2 separate regions of the Zea mays genome follow, and region 1 is linked to region 2. A link is a contact called in public Hi-C data. All regions are on one chromosome and are shown on one strand. The core of a region is the stretch at or near the end of the contact, and the rest is flanking DNA. Distances in the headings are between cores, read along the strand shown. Region 1 holds the start of LOC541769. Region 2 holds the start of LOC606457 (myo-inositol kinase).

Region 1 (7,316 bases), core at 3,870-6,369, 160 kb after region 2:
AACAAGTGTTAGATCTGATCAGTCAGCAACAACTTTATTTGAGGGAGTCCAAATGTGTGTTCGGTCAGGAAAAGTTGGAATTTCTGGGTCATATTGTAAGTGCAGCAGGTATCACTACAGATCCCAACAAAATCAAGGTGATCAGGGAATGGCCAAATCCGGCTTGTGTGAAGGATGTCCGTAGCTTTTTGGGCATGGCGGGTTACTATAGAAAGTTTGTGCCTAACTTTAGAATCATTAGTCATTTGTGGCTCTGAAAACAACACTAATTCAAGCCCCGGTATTGGCTATTCCAAACTTACGAAAACAATTTATCATTGAAACAGATGCCAGTGGGGGAGGAATTGGTGCAGTTCTACAACAGGAAGGACACCCTATTGCATATATAAGCCGAGCTTTAGGGCCAAAGAACCTGGGACTGTCCATTTACGAGAAGGAATGCATGGCTATTCTCTTTGCAGTGGAACAATGGCGCTATTATTTGCAACATGGTGACTTCATAATTAAAACCGATCATCAGAGTTTAACCCATTTGGATGACCAAAGATTGTCTACTCCGTGGCAACAAAAGGCATTAACCAAGTTGCTTGGTCTGCAGTTCTGGATCAAATACAAACAGGGCAGCGAAAATCGTGTCGCAGGCGCATTGTCGCGCCGTCCAAACCTGGAACAGGATGATCCCAAGATGCAACTGAACGCTACTTCAGTGTCATCAGTCATACCAAGTTGGCTGAGCCAAGTAGCTCAAGGTTATGAACATGATCCGAGTGCTAAAATCTACTGAGTAGTTTGGTTACTGGTGAGACAATGGAACACTACACTCTATCCTAGGGCATCATTCAGTTTAAGGGCATCATTCGATTATTTGGACCCTACACCATTGTGAAAAAGATCAACCCAGTGGCCTATGAACTCGTTCCGTCCACCCAGTATTTCATGTCTGGCAACTCAAAGCGGTAATCAGTCCTCAAACTCGTGTTAGTCTTATTTTACCTAACCACCTGCACCAGGGTATTCAGGTACCAGAAACTATTTTGGCTACTAGACTTCGCCGCCGTGCAGGAAAGGTTGTTAAGCAGTTGCTGATCAAGTGGAGTAGTTGGCATTCATCTCTAGCCACGTGGGAAGATGAGGCTGACATCAAGCGGAGCTTTCCTTTCGCCCTAGCTTGGGGACAAGCTGACTGTTAAGAAGGGAGGGGGGATGTCAACGACTATATTGATAAAGGGAAGCAAGACAAAGGTGCCGGGGAGACGTCGGCCAAGAGATACACAAGGAAGACCACGCTCGTGGGCCGAAAGGAGAACAACTCAGGAGAAGCCATCGAGTACCGCGGCCCAACAAGCGTTTCACAGGTGATGAATGACATATGTGAGGGAGGGCCCATGGGGCAGTGAGAGACGCAGCCTGTAATAACCCTTGCGGTCGTGCGGAGAAGACAGGCAGGCAATACGAACTCTGAACCCGGCTGTTCGTGTGGAGAAGACAGGCAGGCAATACGAACTCTAAACCCGGCTGTGTCCGGAGGCTGGCGGCGCGCCATCGTGTAATGAACCCATAGCTACCTACAATACTGAGATAGAGAGAGGAGACGGGTGCCGGGAGCGGCGCCCAACTCATCCCCATGTCGGTGGTCTTGCAAAGACCGAACTGAGCAGTAAGCCATCAACGGTAAATTGAACACATCAGTTCACTTGTATGTATATTAAACATCAGATTGTTCTCAGAGGAAAAACAAAGAGAGCAACAACTTTCCAAGAGCAATGGAGTACAAAACATCACAACTAACCAACACGTCCTAGTGAGGTACCTAATTCTGCAACCCTGAAGCCTGAAGGGATCCCCGTGTACGCAAATGTACATAGATGGCCAACGATTGAGGCAAATGCTCAGACAGGGAACACACCACAATCACACACTTGGCATTGAAGCGCATACGACGACGTAGGCCAGGTACCGCAGGGCATCTTGTAGCTTGCTGACAGCGCTGGTCTGATCGGAGTTGAGATGGATGGATATGGACTTAACCTTCTCCTGTAAAGACTTCTGATTTGGGAGGTCGTCCTGCTTGTCGGCGAGAGCACTTTGCATAGCTGCCGCATAAGCTTCAGCGACATCCGAGATACCTACGGACAAATGAGGTGGCGTTTGTGAAAATTGAAATTCACCTCCTACATAGAGTCATCAATTTGGTATGAGAGGTCCATTACCTGTAGCGAAACTAGTAGACACCTTTTCCATATCCACAGAGATGGATTGCGCCTTCCATCTGATTATTTTGGCTTTTGAAATGGCATCTTCGGGCCAATCAATCTTAACATCATTTTCACCGTCCTCATTCTTTGATTTATTGGCAGAAGATATTACTGACTTTCCTAGCACCAGAAGCTGAGAAACTGCAAGGCAGCACATCTCCGATAATCTCTGCAAGAAAAGAGTTTTTTCTCCCCTCAAAGAAATATCAAATTTATAAGCAATGAATGACACGTTATATAGTATGTACATACATGAACACCCTCTGAGTGAATGGTCTCAAGCCTACTAGTGGTTCGTTTCATAATCTCGTTTGGAGAAAGCCCACCCAAGGCAGTGGTGAACCTGCGAAGGTGATAGATATAATCACGGTCTCAAGTTTAAATGAGAAGACATTTTTAGAGCCGACTTGAATGGACAATGTCTCACAAAAAGTTAAGTAATGTTGTTTTCATCATGTATACATTGCATTTTATTAAAAAGTTGCTATCTATCTAGTCAACTACATGCTAAAATGGTTCTCTATAAATTGACATGATTTCATCAATACTTGACAAAACTAAATATAAGTACCAACATACTAGTTGTGAATCCACATGGTAATGAAGGATACACATACCCTGCAGCCATCTTAGCAGCCTTGCGAACACTATATTCACATAACTTCTTCATCTCAGCGTCAGTATCAGTGTCAGCTGATTCAGTCTTCTTCCCTTTGTCAGATTCTGGTCCATCTTCATCAGCATTGGTGCTAAGACTAAAAATCTGCTCTATTTCTTTAAGCTTTCCATCGTAATATGTTTTCTGGTCAGAATTAAGTTTCCCCTTTTTCCTATTAAACAACAATGCATAGTGGCTTGATAATGCTTCCAGCTCCTATTACAAACAGAAAAAAAGACCACATCTAATTAAGAGAGAAGGGGGCATATTGAAGACCAAACACATAATATCCATGGGAAGACAAAACATCACCTCTAATTGATCAGGCCCCCCATAAATATAGAAGCATCTGTCAAATGAGACTTCTTCAAACTGTTCCTCTTCTGTCTGCTGGTCACCTTCACCGGTACTGCCTTTATCAACTTCCATACCAGTTTCTTCAACAATAAACTCCATTGTCTCCTTTCCAACACGTTCAAGCACTTCCATTCCTTTTGCTGTAAATGACTTCCCTGTCTGTGATTATTGAACTTTGATATTAAAATATTTGTTTCACGTATATGTAGAGACAATGCAATTACTGACTCCTAGCTACCTCTAAAATGGTCGGTGCTATCGCAGATGCTTTTGCAGGCAGTTCTCCTTGCTGAATGGTTTCGGCCAAGCTTGAAGCTGAATTTTCCAATCTAGGAAAGTAACCATGACATAGTCAGAGATAAATACACCTAGCAAACATGTTACTTATCCAAGGAGAGGCACTTGCAGGGTTACTGTTAATGAACACAATACTAACTATTTAACACTAAAAAGACATTACAAAGGTTAACCTGCTGATAGTTGATGCTCGAAGTTGAGAAAAGACATACAAAGTTACTGGATAACAGACAGCACCAAGTTTATGATGGAAAGTATGTTTACAGAATCTCATCGCTATGTCATGTTATACATGTGCACAAACAGCTGAATACCCATGTATTCATTTATCAACCAGTAACTGAAATAATGGCATCATAATACTGGCACTAGAGACATTTAATACATGTAGTATACAGTTTTGTATCTCATGTTCTCACTTGTAAGATTTAACCAACTAGATCCACAATTTCATAAGTAGAACAGACTGGGTGGATTTACTAGTGGGAGAAGCAACTCCAGGTCATCTAGGCTGTTTCATGTAATGTAAGGACAAGTAACAAGGGTGTGCCTGTCACCACTGAACTATTTTTTTTTTCTGTTCAATCCACAAGGGCTGTACTAGGGGTGGTAATGGATCACGATCCAAATGTTTCTTCACAATTCGTTTAAGCCCTTAAGTAATTTTAGTTAAAAAATGAATAGAAATTGATCTCGATCCTAATCTCTAATCTGATCTGATCCTTAAATTTTATAATGTAAAATTAAGAGTTCATTACCACCCCTAGCTGTAACAGCTTAAACTGAAGGAGATGGGGTGTACTTTTGAACAAATAGTGAACCACTCCTCCATGCGGTCCCAAGAGCTTGCCAAGTACCAGTCGTGATGGTCTCCACCGAGCTATCAAAGGCCTTCAGCCCCTGCAGAAACCCACATACACATACACACATTGTAAACAGCAGTTCACTAACCATTATCACCGGCATTACCAAGCCCAGAAATGCCAGCAATATTGAGAGAGTTGCAAGGCAGGTACTTGCCTGGCCCAGGATTGAGTCCTCACCGGCCTTCTCCAACTTGTCCAGAGCCGCCTTGCGTCTCTCCTCCTCCTCCTCCTCCCCCTCCGGTTCCTTCTCTTGATCCTTCTCGCCACTACCCGGTACCGTGTCCTGCTCCGGCGGTTGCTGAATGTCGGCGATGGCACTCTTAGCAACCTCCACCGCCTGGGACATAAATTCATTGAAACCCTAATCTGGCCTTCCCACCGAGTAAAAATAAAAATATGCGCATGACGAAGCCAGCAGGTCGAAGTGCTACTCGGTACTCACGTTGCGGGAGATCTCTGAGAAGATGGAGAGTCCCCATCCGCCCCAGCCTCCTGCCGCCTGCTCGGCGGGCTGACTCTTCTCGGCCGCCGGAGCTGGCGGCGGCGACTCGTCGGACATGGCGCGTGCCGTGAGATTGACTCCTTCGCTCTGGCTCTGGCTCAGGCGGACGGATCTAACACTGCAACCACCAGTGGGCTCGCGACTCCAACTACCTGGCCGGAGAGATGAGTCAAGTCGCGTGCCGTGCCGTGCACGTGGGGTTGGATTGGGCCCGGCCCTATAAGTCAAGTCTCAGTAGGCCACGATGCCGTTGCGGGCCTAGTCTGCGACTTCGTTTGGGTCAGGCCTGCCTGACTATGATTGCACTTGGTCCTGGCCCAAATGGGAACGACCCAGAAACCCGTCGAAACCCCAGCCCCAGGCCGCCGGTTGCTTTCGCTTCGCCGGAGAAGAGCTGAGCGCGATGGCAGCGGCGCAGGAGGAAGCGGCGGCGGCGCCGCCGAGCACGGAGAGCGATGCTACCGAGACGGAGGAGGCACCACCAGGCGGCGCGGAGAGCGATGCTACGGCGATGGAAGCGGCGGCGGAGTACTCGTGGCTCCAGCTCCGCTTCGACCGCCCCCCTCGCCGGCTCTACCACTTCGCCCGCCAGTTCCGCTCCGCCACTTCCTCTGGCAGCAATAGTAGCGGCGAGAACTTCCTCAAGGGCGTAAAGTGGTCGCCCGACGGGTCCTCCTTCCTCACCAGCTCCGACGATAACTCCCTCCGCTTGTTTTACTTGTAAGCCGCGCGCTTACATTTTTCTGATACGCTCTCTCTTGCGCCCGCGGCGAGTGGCTAAAACTAGGGGCATTCCCTTCTTCCGTTCGACAGACCGGAGGAAGCGTACATTGCGGCGGAGCCCGTTGCCGAGGCCGCTGTCGAAAGTGAAGGTGCGTTTCTGGTTTTTGAGTTGTTTGCTGTTACGATTGTGGGAGTGTATCATGTAAATGCCGGCAATGAATGCTTAGCCGATCCTTTGGTCGTCTCTGTTGGTTCAATTGTCCTCTACTTCCTATCCGCTGTGTTAGTTTCAAATTCTTCCCCCCTGCAGATTCTTATGGAGCTTTCATTCAGGCGAACGAGGGTGAGCCAGTGTACGATTTCTGCTGGTACCCGTGTATGTCCTTGTCTGGTGGGTGATGAATTGCTTTCTTTCATATGTTCATATTCCTTCTTCCTTTATGATCAATTAGTGAATTTGATGCATTTTTATTGTTTTGCAGACCCAGCCACTTGTGTATTTGCAAGCACCAGTCGTGATCATCCGATACACCTTTGGGATGCCACCAGTGGGGAAGTAAGACTGTTCCGCTTGTTGTGTTTCGTTATGTCTCACAATTAATTCTGGTTCTGATTATTTGTTTCGGGAATTGCAGCTCCGGTGCACATACCGAGCATATGATGCCATGGATGAAATAACTGCTGCACTTTCGATTTCTTTCAATTCTTCAGGATCTAAGTATGTGTGGTGCACTCAAACTCTAAGTTGAATCCGTGTTACATAAGGAAAAATTCTGATTTTTTGATACATGAAACATACTGTTTGTAGTCATGGCATCCTGTTAGGTCTTGTTCTCAGTATAAGAAATTAATGGCCTTTTACTCATTTTGTTGTGTGTGTAATGCTTACTGTCAGTATCATACTTTGGTGTCTTAGGATAACATATGGGGTTCTATGGGTGAAAACGGGTTGGGTATACCACTATACCCGTCAGGTACCGGATACGGATAATACAAATATCCATTTTTTGGATACGGATTCAAATATTTTTATACTTAGTATGGGTAGTACACGTATAGTGTAGCTTTTGATTCAGGTTGGATTTGAAGCGAGGACTACCCAGTAAATATTTGGATATTTGGATTGGATATGGGTACTCGGGTTTTGGATGCCCACTTTCCTTTTTCTGCACAATATTTTTTATAAAAACATAACCTTTACATATGAACTCGGATGAAGATAAAGTTTACATGAAAATCATAGAGCTTGAAGAGATCAACAACCTTGTAGTACATCACATTTTTGTTTGAACATATCTTCACGTCAAAATCATTGAAATAATATCCAAATTTGTATCAAAGTAACAAACTATACATCACATGTGTAACTCCAATACTCCATAGCTTATTAATGTTATCATTTGCTTTTTTTTAAGGCAAAGTATTGGCGCCTCTAGTAATTTGATTAGCCTATATATAATATACTACCTCCATTCTCTAAATATTTGTCGTCCGCTAGTTCATTTTTTAACTAAAACGCGACAAATAAAAAACAGAGGGAGTATATGCTAATTCTGATAGTAACGCATATAAAGAATTGTGTCGACGTGTCTAATATGTTCACAATTGATGATTATTGAAGATAGATGTTGCGATTTGAGTTCTTCAATCATACATTA
Region 2 (7,115 bases), core at 2,598-5,097:
CCAACTGTGAGCACCTTGTACTGCCAACTCACGTATACGATCATGTTCTATTCAGTCCTTGCATTGCTTCTGAACACCTTCTGTGCGGTAACAGATAGGAAGCATATGGTCCAGCAGTGGCTTTGTGTAAGAGTACAACGGTGAGGAATTTCGCTAGGCTGTCTAGTGTGCTTCATTATGTATGCTATCATGTTAACCAGTGGAGCAGCTTCGTTTAATCATTTCATTCAGGGCCTCCAAATGATCGAAACTGAACTCAGGCATCTAAGCACAGCAGCTCTAAGACAGCTTTCTACACCAGCTGAGGCATACCTGAGGTCAAGCAATTTTGTGACGATGTGGGCTATGGAACTTCATTGCTCCAATGGGAGAGTTGCAGCAAAGATACAAACTAAGAGATGTAACATTGGATGCCTATCTCCAAAGTACGGAGAACTTCAAATTTTATATGGCCGACTTTGTGTCAGCCACAATTACTTGAGTTCCTTTTGTTACGGATGTAGCATTGTTTATTAAGTTTAAACGCCGAATCCAAGATGATCCACCTGCTGTTGTGAATCGTTTTTTAACTGATCAGTGATTTTGAATCTGGATTGTGTATATGTGTAGAGCTTATCATGGCACCAGATTGTTGAATAATTTCTGTTATTTCTATTGGTTCTGTTTTCCAGTGACCGGAAGTCCAACTCTAATTCAGACATCGGTGACGCGCTAACTTGTGTGTTGGCCCTTCTCAGTTCAGTCAGACAAATTTCCCTGTGTTCAGTCAGGGTAAAAACGCTAGACCTTTTGGTAGAAGTCGACATATAGAATGGTAAAAAGTTAACAGCACGAATGCCCGAAAGCTCAAAAATGCGCACTTGTTCAGCGGAGAAAACATGGTGCGTGCAAGCGCCACAGCTCAACTGTTCAGTTGTCTTCATTTCCTCGTCAGCGATAGCAAGGTAGAAACGATCCCTGACGGCCTTGCCAGCAGAATAGTAGTGTAAAGGCCGGAGAGAGCGTATGTACAAACTTCCTCCACTTGTTGGCACCATGTTTACAGATCTCAATGTGAGATCAGGAGTTCAGGACTGCAGTGCTGGTTATTTTGCCACAAACTTCAGTTTGGCGTTCGACTGCTTCAGCTTCACTGTGAGGTACCTATGCCGAGCAAATATCACCGCCACTGCCGTTCGCCGGATCAGCCTGCTGCTGTTCAGACATCAGCACCGCAGCTTCTTGGAGAGCTGCGTGTAACTCGTTGTGCATATTTGACTTCTCCAAGGTAAAACTAGCGCCGTTCATACATGGACTAGATCGTTTCCTTGTCTTCTCTTCAAGTATTTCTTTAACTGCCTGCACCCAGTCGAAAACTTGAACTAAGAAAAAAGATCATTGATTCCATAGGAACAAAACATTAAAAGCACACCAGATAACAAGCCAACGATGTTGAGGTATACCCCTAACAAAATGAAATTCTATATGCAAGTACAATGCTCAACTGTCGAGCAGCAAAGGATATGAAACTATTTATTCTGACAAAAAATCAAGATTTTTACCCCTGGAAACTGGATCAAAAATGAAAAACTGTTAACCTCGGAAACTGGTAACAGATTCTAAGGCTACTACATTGGCCGCCCTAAAATGATCTTGAGGGGGGTCCTGAATGTGGCAAAAAAAATTGTGAGTATGCCAATTAATAACTGTATCAGCGGTTCTCAGAAAAAAGAGGGATGGCAATATCGTGGATGTTAGAATATGTTCTTCGAACCAACCTAGTCACAAAGCAACCATCTACATAGATTGAATGAGAAGTGATAGGTCAAGATATTATGCTGATGCTAGCCACAAAACATATTTTGCAGGCACACACCGTAAGTAGAAGGATCATACTAGAGTGGAAACTTCACCAGAGACACATATACTCATTGTTCTCATTTTTAGCCTTTAGGGTTTATTAACTGGTTGATTTCTAACTAATACCCCATAGTTCCACCCAAGGCTCTTTTTTTTTTTGCCCACCAGCCTGCCCTTTTATGGCTGCTAAATTTCCTTCAGTCTCAAAGACACCCTAATAAATGGTTGCCAGATGGTTGAGCCCTTGATAATATCGTCGGAAGTCAACATTTTGAAAAGATCACATCTATTCAGGGCCTGTTTGGATACAAGAGCTAATCATTGGCTAGCTAAAAATTAACTTAAATTAGCTCTAGTGCATTCAAACAAGAGGGCTAATAGGTGGGCTAATTGTTTAGACACATTTTCAACTAGTTGTTGGCCAAATTAAGATGACATATCATGTGCGATCACATATTGGGTGCGAACGTGCAATCAAATCATCCAGAATCTAGATCAATGATGTATATTGTTTTTTATATCCACCCTCCTATATTTAGCAAATATATAGGGCATGAAGAAAATAGATAAAGGGTGATGTGGGGGTATAGAAATACAAAAAACGACAAACATAGTTGGATCTAGATCGAACGCTCTGGATGGTTTCATTGTACGTTTACACCAAATGAGTGATGTTTACACCAAATGAGTGTGATTGCATAGGAGTATAGTACATGTTCTCACCACTAGCTAGCTAACCTTGGCTAATTTGAGATAATTTTTAGTCCAACTAGTACAAATATGTCCTCAAATTCCCAACAGCAGAATACTACTCCAGCATAGGTCAATCATTTGGAAATTGCCTGCACTGCAGTCCGTTAGAGCTATGATTTTGCCTCTGATAAGTGACACATTTAAAAAAAATGTCCAAGGACTTAATTGATCAACATGAACAGAATGATTCTCCCCCAATCCGAGTGTACAAGGAGCTGAACAAGTCAAATGGTGCAAACCTGCAACATCTTGGGATGGAAGGTGGGCACGCCGACCTGCGATACAGCAGCGGCGCCAAAGAAGTTCCCCAGCAGCGCGGCGTCCGTCGCCGACAACCCCCACAGCAATCCGGCTGCAAAGCCCGCGAGAAAACTGTCTCCGGCGCCAGTAGGGTCCACCTGTACGGCGGGGAACGGCGCAACGTGCGCCTCCCCACCGTCCCAGTACAGCCGGCAGCCGTCCCTCCCCTCCGTGACGATCACACAGCACTGCCGCCTCGTCGTTTCCACCCCAACGTATGGCGCCTCCTCCGACGACGCCTTAACGAACGCCACTCGGGGCAGAAGCCGCGCGTACGGGGTATCGCCAAGCGCCACGTGACCGACGGCGCCGTCACCGTCGAACGCCCGGATCAGCGCCTGCGCGTCCACGAGCACCGTGCGGCAGAGCCTGATCATCTGCTCGAGCGTCTCCGGTAGCACCTCCCCGGCGACGCCGACAGCGAGGCCGTAGGCGAAGCGGCGGTCGGGAAGGTCGGCGGGGTAGATCGGGTCGCAGGCGCGCACGCGCCGGAGCTCCCGGTCGGGGGCGTGCGCCGAGGCGGCGGTCTCCGAGAACTGGGCGTGGAAGGAGGTGGTTGGGGACGAGCAGAGCAGAGGCGGATGCCGCGCGGACGCCGGCGCGCGGGCGTAGATGAAGTCGTGACCCACCTTGGCCACAACGACAAAGGGGGATGTCTCGTTGAGCGCGGCGCCCTGGGGCGAAGCGGCGTCGAGCACGTTGGACACGAAGGCCGCAGCCCCGCCGAGCGTCTCCCCCACTATGCGCCCGCCCCGGATTAGCACATCGTGGCAGTAGCTCCCCACCACCAGTCCCTCAAGCCCGGGCCCTCCCTTCGTCGTAATTAGCAGCTGCTGATTCTCCCTTTCCTCATGAGCGTCGTCGGGCTCTGCCGCGAGTGGCATCGCTGCGGCGGCGGGGGGAGGCGCCACAGTTCGGGGGCGGAGAGGGAAGCGTGGGGGTCTCGGGGCGGCGAGAGAGAAGAGGTGCGCAACGGCATCGTAGACGAGGGGGAGATGCGGTGAAGTGGGGAATAAAAGCGCGGGGGCGGGGTGGGCGCCGGGGCGGCGACAAGCGGCTTTACAGATGCCGCTGACGCGGGGCGTGCGGCAGGACACGTGGTAGCGGCGCACGTCTGAGCTGCTGCGGCGACGTACGTTTGAGGTGCTGCCGCTGCGGCGACGTTGGCAGCTTAGCGCGTTGGAATTTGGAATTGTCAGATCCCAGGTCGTCGCCTTGTCGTCCTGGAGGCTGGCTGGAGAGGTACCTCTGCCTCGTCATCACGAATCATGATGATCGCGCTTGAACACAGGCCCAATAATGTCACTAGACTACCATGTTAGAAAGAATTTAGCGGCTAAAATTAGCTAGAGGTATCAGAATAATCCAATAGTTTAGCTACTATCTATTTTTTAGCTAAATGAATTTAAACACATCTAGCTAATAGTTTAGCTATGGTTTTATAGCGCATGAGCGGGTAGGGGAGGGGAGGGGCGATTGCCGACGAGTGGGACGCCGGCGAGGAAGGCCCTGGCAGAGTCAGGTCGGGGATATTTGAGCCATCGAGGAGGGGGTCGCTGTTGCGCCACCGGAGCCGGAGGGGAGGGGCGCGTAGATTCGTTGCCGCAGGGGGTGGCAGATGCCCGCGCCATGGAGAGGCAGACGACGACAAGGGAGCTGGGGGCCTAGCTGCTGGGGGAGCACAGTCATGGCTCGCCACCGAGCGGGGAGAAGCATCGCGCCGCTGCCGGTGACGGGCGCGGCGGATGGGGGCGTCGGCGGCGGGCGCGGCAGATGGGGGGCCCCAGTGATGGGCGTGCCGGATGGGGGCGCAGCACGGCCGCGTCGAGGCAGAGCGCCGAGGCCGGGTCAAACCGGGGGAAGAGAGGCGGCGACATGGGCGCCGAGGAGGGGAGGGAGGAGGTGGTGGCCGGAGCAGGAGCAGCCGGCGGCGGAAAATCTGGCGCGGGCGGCCCTGGCAGCAGGGGCGGCGCGGGCGGGATGCGCACCAGGGAGGGGGTTCGGCGTGGGCGCCGGCGGCGCCATCCGACATCGAGCAATAGCAGCCGGCGGCCGGAGCAGTAGCAGAGTCGAGGAGGCGCGGGCGCCGGAGAAGGGGGAGAAGCGGGCCTACTGGTCGGGGCGCGCTTGAGCCCGAGCTCGCCGGCTGGGGGAGGAGGAAGACGCTGGCCGAAGAAGGGGATGGAGGCGGCCGGAGGGGGCCCGTGCCTGCCGGTTGGGGGTGGCGGCGGCCAGAGACTGGCGACCGGCTGGGGAGAAGGGTCGCCCCGGGAGGGATGGGTGAGCCTCCCGGGGCGGCGGCGCGGAAGCCGGTGGCGGCTGGACTTTGGCAGGGAGGATGTGGCGGCTGTGGGGTGGGAGGAAGCCCTAACCCTTTGATACCATGTAGAATAGTGAAGTGCTTGATATATTGCATAAAGTGGGGGTACATATATAGAGAGACTCAACCCTAACCCTAATGGGTCGGCATCCCAACAGTGGTGTCGGGCCACACACACTCACACACACACAGTCTAACACTTTTTTCCTTTTCCCTTTTCTTCCTCATCTATGATGTTGTTCTGTTGTTTCTCTGATTGATAAGGCGTCACCTTGCTCGCCTTAGTAAGCGTCTAGGCGTCACCTAGACGTCCAGGTGGTGGTCCAATGCCTTGCCTCACCTTACCGCCTTAAGAACCATGGCCATTACAATAGGAGCACACGCAGTCCACCCCCCCCCCAAACTCTAGCCATTAGACCCATTACAGACATTGAGACTGGACAGAAACTCTGATAGCACCGTGGATAGGAGCCCCTTGGCGAAGATATCAGCATGTTGGAATAGGAAACCCTAACCCTAATTAGGGTAGGCGTAGAATATTTATATCAATAATATATGGGCTCGGCCAAAGCCCATTACAGTAGGAGCACACACAAAGTCGAACAAAAATTGGTCTTGTTTCTTTGATTTGACTGTTTGGGAGTGCTGGATGCATGGCATGGGGCGGGGGAGTAGCCCCCCTATTGTACCTCCCTGCCTACTAATTGTGGGGACATTTTATTTTCTTTTTCTTTACCTGCTTCCAGCCATTCTACTTATTTTTTTCTCGAACACGCAAAAGAACTGCGCGTCATTATATTAAGAGGAAAGAAAGGTCCCAAGTGGACCCAAAAAACAAAGTGCCCGAAAAGGCAACAAGCGAGATGAGGGGACAAAAAAGGAAAAAAGAAAATAAAAAAAAGAGAAGAAGAAGAATAAAAGAAACTAGAAACAAGAGGGAAAGGGGGCAACAACCCCACACCATCTAAATTAAGGCCACACGTGTCTAATATCTTTTGCTCCTGCCATTCCCCAAAGCTTAACATCCTCATGAATCTCTTTTGCTCACTGTTAGAGTATTATGGGTCGTATGTGTGCTGGCCCATTAGGGTTCTATATTTTGTACATGTTACTGTAGCTAGGGATTCTGAAAGAGAATTAGGCTTACACCTATTTTCCTAATTGATTTTGGTGGTTGAATTGCCCAACACAAATAATTGGACTAACTAGTTTGCTCTAGTCTATAAGTTATGCAGGTGCCAAAGGTTCACATTTAGCCAATAAAAAGACCAAGAAATGGGTTCAACCAAAAGAGCAAGGGACAACCGAAGACTGCCCTGGTCTGGCGCACCGGACTGTCCGGTGTGCCACCGGACAGTGTCCGGTGCACCAGGGGACTCCAAGCCAAACTTCGCACCTTCGGGAATTTTCAGAGGCGCTTTGCTATAATTCACCGGACATGTCCGGTGCACATCGGACAGTGTCCGGTGCCCCAGGAGAGAGCGACTCTGAACTCGCCAGCTTCGGATTTCCACTCCGCTATAATTCACCGGACATGTCCGGTGCACACCGAACTATCCGGTGAGCCAGCGGAGCAACGGCTACTTCGCGCCAACGGTCGATTGCAACACATTAAATGCGCGCCAGCGCGCGCAGAGGAGCAGAGCACGCGCGGGTGGCACACCGGACAGTCTACAGGACTTGTCCGGTGCACCACCGGACAGCCAGGCGGGCCCACACGTCAGAGCTCCAACGGTCGGAACCCAATGGCCTGGTGACGTGGCTGGCGCACCGGACAGTGTCCCATGGCACACCGGACTGTCTGGTGCGTCATGCGACAGCAGCCTCCACCAAACGGCTAGTTTGGTGGTTGGGGTTATAAATACCCCCAACCACCCCACATTCAAGTCATCCAAGTTTTCCA

What was found. A called contact is a pair of places that touch in the nucleus more often than the background predicts.
Region 1: a Hi-C map of tassel shows a contact between it and region 2, with 6 times the contacts expected there. The contact joins the promoter of LOC541769 here to the promoter of LOC606457 in region 2. A contact is called at or near these places in 18 of 25 Hi-C or Micro-C datasets (bundle sheath, ear, endosperm and 5 more) and 1 of 3 datasets of contacts at active chromatin or transcription factors (leaf).

Annotation. Positions count from the first base shown.
Region 1 is chr1:280,665,858-280,673,173 of Zm-B73-REFERENCE-NAM-5.0, forward strand. It overlaps LOC541769, which reads right to left and starts at 5,120. Exons shown (of 9, transcript NM_001305810.1): 1 at 4,876-5,120; 2 at 4,588-4,770; 3 at 4,370-4,467; 4 at 3,509-3,599; 5 at 3,226-3,429; 6 at 2,873-3,129; 7 at 2,508-2,598; 8 at 2,211-2,424; 9 at 1,668-2,126. The coding sequence starts at 4,992. The coding sequence ends at 1,912. LOC100194389 (Transducin/WD40 repeat-like superfamily protein) reads left to right here and starts at 5,263. Exons shown (of 13, transcript NM_001139420.1): 1 at 5,263-5,655; 2 at 5,749-5,807; 3 at 5,969-6,049; 4 at 6,141-6,214; 5 at 6,294-6,376. The coding sequence starts at 5,339.
Region 2 is chr1:280,505,831-280,512,945 of Zm-B73-REFERENCE-NAM-5.0, forward strand. It overlaps LOC606457 (myo-inositol kinase), which reads right to left and starts at 3,848. Exons shown (of 2, transcript NM_001112320.1): 1 at 2,832-3,848; 2 at 788-1,338. The coding sequence starts at 3,776. The coding sequence ends at 1,144. It overlaps LOC100283483, which reads left to right. Exons shown (of 15, transcript NM_001156383.1): 13 at 1-6; 14 at 95-140; 15 at 232-544. The coding sequence ends at 98.